Linked DNA regions of Rattus norvegicus: region 1 is linked to region 2. The links are chromatin contacts, called in public Hi-C maps. All regions are on one chromosome and are shown on one strand. Each heading gives the region's core, a stretch centred on a gene start, on an enhancer-like site or on the middle of the called end of the contact. The rest is flanking DNA. Distances are from core to core; before and after follow the strand shown.

Region 1 (3,962 bases), core at 225-2,724, 140 kb before region 2:
AAGGTACCACCCTGTCCAAACAGATGAGAACCCGTCACACTTCCATAGCTGCTGAGACTACGAGCTCTACAAATATTCAACTAGCTACGGAAAGGAGAGGGTTTTATCTTGTATAACCAGAGCCTGGCAGAGTCCTGCTGCAAGGAGGCACTGTTGGAGGAAATGAATCTCCAAATACACCTATACAGAATTCAGAGTCAAGGGCACACACTGAGCAGACAGACCTACATGTGTCGCATAGGTGGAACCAACCGTGCAGTGACTGGGCGGGACACACATCTGCCTCCAGCACCACCACTGCCCACCCGCCCCCCCCCCCCCGTCTTGGTGGTTCTCAGAGTGAGGCAGAGGAAAGTGGAGAACACACACACACACACACACACACACACACACACACACACACACACACGGGGGGGGGGGATGATTAGCTGGTGCTATAGACGCCACCACAGCAAGGCTAGGATCTGATAAGGCAACTGTCTTCTCTAAAACCCTGAAAAAGTACGAGAATAGTCTTCTCCCCCAGCTTAACCTACTAACTCTTTTAAGGGCAGTCAGCAACTTGCCAGAGACAGAGCACACGGGGGCGGGAGGGGAAAGCTTAAGAAAACCAAACTGAGAGGACTCCCTCAATTACCCAAGGGCACTGCCTCTCTCCCTGCGCCCAAGTTCCCAGAAAGGGAACTGTTTCTAGTCTTTAAGACAGCGAATTCACCAGCGTATAGCTCATTTTCAGCCTCAATTACTCTTTTAGCTTAGACCCAAAATGAACGACACTCTTCCTCCAACCTCCTTTATTGGTTACTTTTGACAAGTAAAGGTGCTCTGTCCTGCCCTTGCTCTCAAACAGCTACAAAACCAAGTGTGTCTGGTGAGATATCTGAACCGGTCTCAAAGAACTTAGGCTCTCTTAACCCCGACCGAGGACGGGGACACATTGCTTTACGAGGGGCTCTTCCTGACACCCAGGCCTCCCTAACAGGGCAGCGGTAGGTAGATGCCTTTGCGGGCTCTAGACAGAGACTGGAGTTCTGTCTGCCGGACTCTCCAGTAGGAGAGAGGCAGCGTCAGGAAACTGCGGTTCCCGGGCGCAGGGAGAGAGGGGCAGGGATAGAGGAGCCAAGAGAAGGCGAGAGGGAGCATTTGAAGGGGCGATCCGGAGAAGCGCAGCACTCCGGGGAGATGGAGAGAAAGTGTGCGGTATACAAGGTGAGGTGGCGGAGAAGCCCGAGGTGCAGGTGTGTGGAGGGCGCGTCCTACCTCGTCCTTGGCCACCCCGCTGCCCAGGGGCGCCTCCAAGCTGCAGTTTGCCCTCTTGACAGTGAGGTAGAAGGGGTAATCCTTGGCCACCATGGCAGCTGCCGGGCCTGCCCTTTGCGATGTCACCGCTGATCCCAGGCGACAACAAAAATCCCGGGTAAAAGAGGGCCCGAGCTCCACGATGCCGGCGGCGGCGACGCGAACACCTACAACGGCTTCTAGCAGGCTGGACCTGATGCCTGGCTCCACCGGGAGGGCGGGCCGCTGTAAGCCACGCCCACGGAGGGAGGGCGGATGGGCGGGACTAGAGAGGACCACCCCGCCCTCCTAGGAACGCCAGGTGCGGACGTGTAGACGCCTCGTGGGGCTGGGGCGGTTCTGCCAACTTTGGGGACCTCAGGGAACACGCGCGTTGAGCCACCAGACCCCAGGCAACTCCATTCGTGGAAGAACAGTTTGTAGCAAGGAGGCCCGGGAGCGAGGGGGCAAGGCCCAAGCCAGAATCATTTTGAGGCGTAGGCGGGGTGTGTGCAGGGTTTCTCTACATAGCCCTGGCGGTCCTTTTTTAAAAGTGAGCGTTAGTAGGGTAAAAGCAGTCCAAACAGTTAAATGCGCCCACTTTAAGTGTGCAGTTCAAAAAGCACCGCGTAACCAACCTCCACAGCCGAGAGACAAATACTTTCCACCACATATGGAGTCCCCTCTAACCATCCTCTTCCCCCTCCCACGTGCCTACACTCACGCCCCTACACCCACGCTGGACTGATTCAGTCTGTTTCCAGTCTAAAGCAAAGATCACGTTTTGGGGGATCTTTTCTAAGGGAAACACTGACGTTGTAAATGCCCAAGAAGCAATTAAAAGGGCGTTGCTGCAGCCCTGACCAGTCAGTAAAAAACAAACAAACAAACAAAAAACTAGAAACAATGGCAACGGTCTTTGGTAAGAGTACTTTAAGTAAACTTTTCTAATTATAGAACACCACCCCATAGCGATCAGAAAGGAGATGGGTCTATGGGTGGGGCACTGAAAGATCTCCTTGATGCTGGCCTCAGTTCGAAAAGTAAAAGGCTGGCCTTTTGAAGAATAGTTAGCAAGTGTGGGGCTCTGAGTTCAGTTCCTGCATCCAAAATATAACAGTGCGGAATCAAAGCAGTAGAACAGTCTGTGATCAAAACACATCTACAAAAGAATACTTTCCTTCTTCCTTCTCTTTCTTTGCTTCTTTGTTTCTTTGTTTCTTTCTTGATATTTTCTATAAAGACATACTTGTAGGTCAACAACATTTAATGTCTAGAAAAATCTGAGACAAACTTACACTGTCCCTGGTGGCAGAGGAGAAGAAACATCTGAGATAGAAAAGGTAGTGATAGTCAACAAAGAGGCTTTACAGTTACAGTAACAATTTTCAACGTCTTAAAAGAAAACTATGTTCGCATGTCACCCAGGGGAAAGAAGAAATTAATTTTCTTAAAGTTATCATTTCCTCCAAATAACATTTCTTGTAAACTTCCCTGTAGTATCTTTCCATCCTCCAGTGAATGGCCTCGTACAGCAAGTGCTGTTACAGGGAGCTACCGAGTCTTGTTTTTGCTGTTGGGGTGTGAGGGAGGCAGTGTGATGGAGAAATAGATCCTGCTTAGACATTCTCTGCTTCCAGATGAGGTCAGAACCCAGCAGTTCCTACTTTCCCTGGTGAGAAACTGCTTAACGTGTGGATCTTCCACCTCAGGTACCAAACCCACACCCTGGCCCTAAACCCACCCATTATCTTGCCCAACTAGATAGCAGACGAATGGACTGCCTTTGGATACGGGAAGAAGCATATGTGTGAACAGGGCTCCTAAATGAGTGGGTTCTGACGAGACAAGAGGAAGCTGTGGTTTTCTTTCTAAGTACACAACCTGAAGCAATAGGAAGAAAGCTGCAGCCAAAGAAGTGTGGAGTGGGAAGGAGCCTATGACAACCACTGACTTTCCCTAATGACATCCCCACCACACAGTCATACTCCCTGCAAGCGTAGCCAAATGTGCTGCTGGAGCAAAGGGAACCCCATCTCCAGGGTGCCCAAGCAAGCCAGACCAGAGGTAGTGACATGTCCCAGAGCCAAAGCACCCACAGCCTCTTTTCCTTTATCCTTTCCCTGTTCCTCCAGGGCTCACCCACAATCTCCACCACAAGACCCTGGGCATCAACAGTTCATTTGGTAATGAACTTTGATCCCAAATGAAGTACTGGGCCTTGCTCTCCAGTTGGAAAATACACTTACAGCCCTCGATGGGGAATTCCCTGCAAGAGATTCCCACAGCTCTCATATTGGGGTGTTTTCTTCAGCATTCTGACCAGGCGGTGTGACACACCAAAACTACCTGGTGATAGTAAATGAGCCCTTAGAAATGGGTGTGTGTGGGGGGAGGGAGTGGCAGAGAGAGCACACCAGTTAAAAGCACTTGTTTCCTTTTTAGAGGATTCGAGTTTAATTCCCAGCACCCACATCAGGTAGCTCAAAACCACCTATACATCCAGCTCCAGAGGATCTCATAGCCTCTTCTGACCTTCACTGACACCCACATGCACGGGAACACACACACTACACACACACACACACACACACACACACACACACACACACACACACACACTCATACAAGTGCATGTGAAAATGGAGAAGGGAAATTGAACGTCAAGTTTAATTACTGGACAC
Region 2 (4,392 bases), core at 401-2,900:
ACGGCTGCTCTGCCTACAGAGAGATTTGATAACCAAGGTGGCCCTGACAGGGAAGGCCCTGGATGGCAGGGAGGATAGAGTAGGGGGGAAGAATGGGTAGAAGAGACAGTGCACTCTCATGAGGGCTGGGAAAGAAAATGAAAGGGAAATACAATGGTTACAGAAATCACAATCTTAAAAATACCAAGAAGCCCGGCCACTCATAGATTTCCCATGCCCCAGTGGACAATCCAGCACCCATGTGCCCATGGGTAGTGTTAATCAGACTCAGTGGGCTGACAAACAAACAAATTTAAAAGGAGGGCATGACCTTGGGAGGGAAATCTGATGGGGGTCCTGTTAAGAGCTTTGGAGGGTAGATATGTTAGAATATGTCCCAGGTAATTGGTATTGCAACTCTAGGTGACTTCTGTGAGTATCACCACACACACACACACACACACACACACACACACACACACACACACACACAGAGCGACAACCAGCAGGTGAAGAAGCTGGAGCACACAGAATAATAAGTGTGAATCAGAGGGTCAAAGATGAGCCCGGGCTCCCACGACAGAGCCAGTGCTCCACTGAGACAGTGCCACCATGCTGCAGAAGACTCTCCTCTCCAGCAGCAGAGCTTTTGTGAGAGGCAGGAACAGGTGATGCCATAGAGGGTCATTTCTACACTGTCCCTCACCAGATGGGTAAGCATGCTTGTAGTAAGTTTATCCCATTTTCCAAGGGCTAGTAAACTCCTGCTCATAAAACCATGGAGACGGGGCTGGAGAGGTGGCTCAGCGGTCAAGAGCACCGACTGCTCTTCCAGAGGTCCTGAGTTCAATTCCCAGCAACCACATGGTGGCTCACAACCATCTGTAATGGGATCTGATGCCCTCTTCTGGTGTTTCTGAAGACAGTTACGGTGTACCCACACACATGAAATAAATAAATAAATCTTTAAAAAAACAAAAAAAAAAAAAAAAAACAGCCATGGAGAGGACGGCAAGGTGTTTCAGTGGGTAAAGGAGCTTGTTGCTATGCCAGACAACCAGGGTTTGATCCCAGGCCCAACATGGTGGAAGGGGAGAATTAACTCCTGCAGGTTTTCCCCTGACCTCCATATCCTTCCCCATGAATGTAACTTTTTTTTTAAAGCTTTTAAGTACCTAAAATAATGCCCATCGTGCATGCGACACAATAGATATTACCCATCAAAACTATCAATAGCACTGGTAGGACGGGAATAACCCACTCGATGGAATTGAAATGTCCCCTTGAGAAGCACAGTGTTCTGAATGTCCGAGCTCCTGGGCACGTGCATTCTCTAGTTACTGTAACTGCCTTTTGATTTCTGTACAACTGAGGGGCGGGGGCAGATCCTGTCCAGTGGAAGTGTTTGGTTTGAGAGGTCAACTCTTCTGGAGTCCAGCATTAATTAATCCGTGTTTGTGTAAGAGCACACACCCATCTGGCCAAAGGAACACTGGAGAACGCACTCCTTTCGGGACTTTGCTGGGCAGACCCGGGTGTTATAATAACAAGGTCGCTGCAGCTTTAATGGGGAAAGGCCCCTCCTGGAGAACTCAGTGTTCCACTGGAAATAGCTGGATGTGAATCTTTTCAGGGGCTGAGGGTTGGAAAGAGCACGGCTCCAACCTCCTCAAGGACAAAGCGAAGACAAACCACATGGAGTGTGGGTGCACAGTGCCCTCTGGTGGCCACCTTCAGAAATGCCAGGAGGCGCCTCGTCCCTTTGAGGGCACAGTGCCCTCTGGTGGCCACCTTCAGAAATGCCAGGAGGAGCCTCGTCCCTTTGCAGGGACTGGGCCACCAATCTAAACCGCGTATCAGGGGCTGGAGAGATGGCTCAGCAGTTAAGAGCACCGACTGCTCTTCTCAAGGTCCTGAGTTCAATTCCCAGCAACCACATGGTGGCTCACAACCATCTGTAATGGGGTTGGGTGTGTCTGAAGACAGCTACAGTGTGCTTATATACATTAAGTAAATAAATAAATCTTTAAAAAAAATATTAAACCGCATATCAGATCTTTGGTATTCCTCATCCCATTTTGTGTTGGGGATCAAACCCAGGGCCTTGTACATGGTAAGTGAGTGCAATATCACTGAGTCCTTTCAAGCAAACACTGTAATTGAGATGTGGCAAGACAAATGGGCAAAGACACTTGACCCTGACAACTGGAGTCAGATCCTGGCCACACATGGCACAAAGAAAGAAGTGACTCTCAGAAGCTGTCCTCTGATGCACACACACACACACACACACACACGCACACATGCACACACACACTCACACATATGCACACACGCACACACATATACTTACACATATACTCACACACACAATGTGTGTTTTAAAATTTTAAGTAAACAAAATAAAACAGGAACTGAAAACTAAAAGGTTTCATTTCTCAACAGAAGAACTGATAGGAAAAGATTACATTTGTCCTTTCCTTGGGAGGTTTTCTTGCTGCTGCTGGTATTCTTGTTTTCTGGCACACTTGAATGTCATCTACGAATGAATGCCCCTATGAGTGCTGAAGCACCAGATACACAAAGGATTCCGGCTGCTTGTGCTCTCTGAGTGTCCAAAGGCCCAGAGTGTCCCAACACCATCTTAAGAGACTGTCCTCATGGCTACTAGACTCTTAACATTACGAATCACACCCTAAGTCCAATCTGCCTTTTCCTTCCAGAAAGCCCTAGCAGGTTTGGGCCAGGGACAGTGGCCAGTGGCTGAGAAGACAAGTTGGGGTCAGACTCAGGAGGTATTGACTGGCCTGTTCTGGAATCTTCCAGTTTCCTACCTTTCCCACAATATGTTTGTGTCCTAGTCAGTTTCTTCTCCCTGAGGTAAAGTCTGAACTCATCATTCTCCGTGACTCCAAAGGAGTTAGTTAGGTGGGTGGAGGTGGGGGATGTAGCAAGGATCCAGGAAGAAAATGAAAGCCAGGGTAAAAGAAGAATCCTATGGGCAAAATAGATGGGAAGGGGATTTGAGTGGAGCCGGGGCAGCTTCAGGCAGCTAAGGATCCAGAACTGAAGATTGCTACTGTGTATAAATAATGTCTTGGGTTATTGTTAGAGAGCCACAGTACAGGGTAGAAAGACCATCCATGGCTAACGTGCACTTCAAATCTCCAAATATATCAAAGTCACACACGGGACTGTGGTGTTTTTATAGGTAGGGAAATCAGGGCTGAGAGAGGGCCTGTCCCTTGCTAAGGGTCCCTCAGCTCACCGAATCCCAAATACATCGGGCTGACGCCCAGCCCTGTTCTGGGATGCTCAGGGAGGAGGGAGGAGGCTAAGATGGCCCTGGAGACCAGCTCACGTGACAAAGCAGTGTGTAAACATTGCCAGAAACAACAGCTCCTTTCCTTCCCCACTCTTTGCCCTAATCACTGAGCCCCCTTTGCTCTTAAGCCCCACTTCCTGTTTGATAACCCCATTCCCATCGCTGGATTTCCACACAGCGATGGCTGCCCTTCTGCTCACGGCCAGTCCTGACCCCGAATCTGCTGATGTGAGGGCTAGGTCTGCACTTCCTCATAGAAGGCTTTTCCTGGAATTACACTCTAGCCATCAACCCCAGGGGCTCAGCCTTTTCTCCATCCCCACCGGCCCCAACTTTGTGCCAGGTACTTTACTTGGCTCTCAGGATATAAAGCCACTTAGAAAATAAAACAGAACTTTAGTCATCTACAGTATGAACCAACTTCAAGGGAAGGTGACTATAGTTAGCATGTCAACTTTTAGAATTGTCTGGGAAGAAGGTCTCAGTGAGAGACCTAGAATGAGGCTGGCCTACCTGTGGGAGATTCTCTTGATTGTGTTAAACGAGATGGGAAGACCCGCCTACTGTGGGTGGCACCATTCCCTAGGTGGGGAATTCAAGCCGAGCACTGGTGTGTATGCACCAACTCACTGCCCTCTGTTTGACTATGGATGTAACATGACCAGTGCTCCAAGTACCTGCCACCTTCACTTCCCTATATTAATGGCCAGGAACTTAGAATTGGGAGCCAAATAAACCCTCCGCCCTTTAAGGCGCCCTTTAAGGTGCGCCCTTTAAGAGTGTTACAGCAACAGGAAACAGCACTAAGAATAACTTTGGTTGATTCATTATTTGCTTTTGGTTTGGTCCCAGACTCTGCACAGTTAGGCTATCAACTTACACAACAAAATAATCTTTCAGGCCTAGTCTCAAAGATTAGTTTTATTGTCCTAAATGAAACTAGCATGTTTTATATCCAAGTTTGTATTTAATCCAGTCTTCCCTTTTTTGTAGCATCTTCCATGATTTTATATGTGTGTATGTATATATGCATGTATGTATATATGTATATTTTATATATGATACAAACATACATAAATATTATGTGT

The links. A called contact is a pair of places that touch in the nucleus more often than the background predicts.
Region 1: a contact with region 2 is called in a Hi-C map of kidney, with 4 times the contacts expected there. The contact joins the promoter of Arhgef3 here to the enhancer-like site in region 2. A contact is called at or near these places in 11 of 12 Hi-C or Micro-C datasets (the A7r5 cell line, the Rat2 cell line, Schwann cells and 7 more) and 1 of 1 datasets of contacts at active chromatin or transcription factors (oligodendrocytes).

Annotation. Positions count from the first base shown.
Region 1 is chr16:2,516,723-2,520,684 of GRCr8, reverse strand. Arhgef3 (Rho guanine nucleotide exchange factor 3) reads right to left here and starts at 1,474. Exons shown (of 10, transcript NM_001106061.1): 1 at 1,261-1,474. The coding sequence starts at 1,353.
Region 2 is chr16:2,377,544-2,381,935 of GRCr8, reverse strand. It overlaps a transcript of Il17rd not described here and a transcript of Arhgef3 not described here. Among named protein-coding and RNA genes, the nearest start is that of Arhgef3, 140 kb to the left of the region's middle. Within about 2 kb of position 1,650, at least 6 of the 93 cell types and tissues checked have an H3K27ac peak or open chromatin away from gene starts, as enhancers often do. A contact at or near this core is called in kidney, where this site is marked.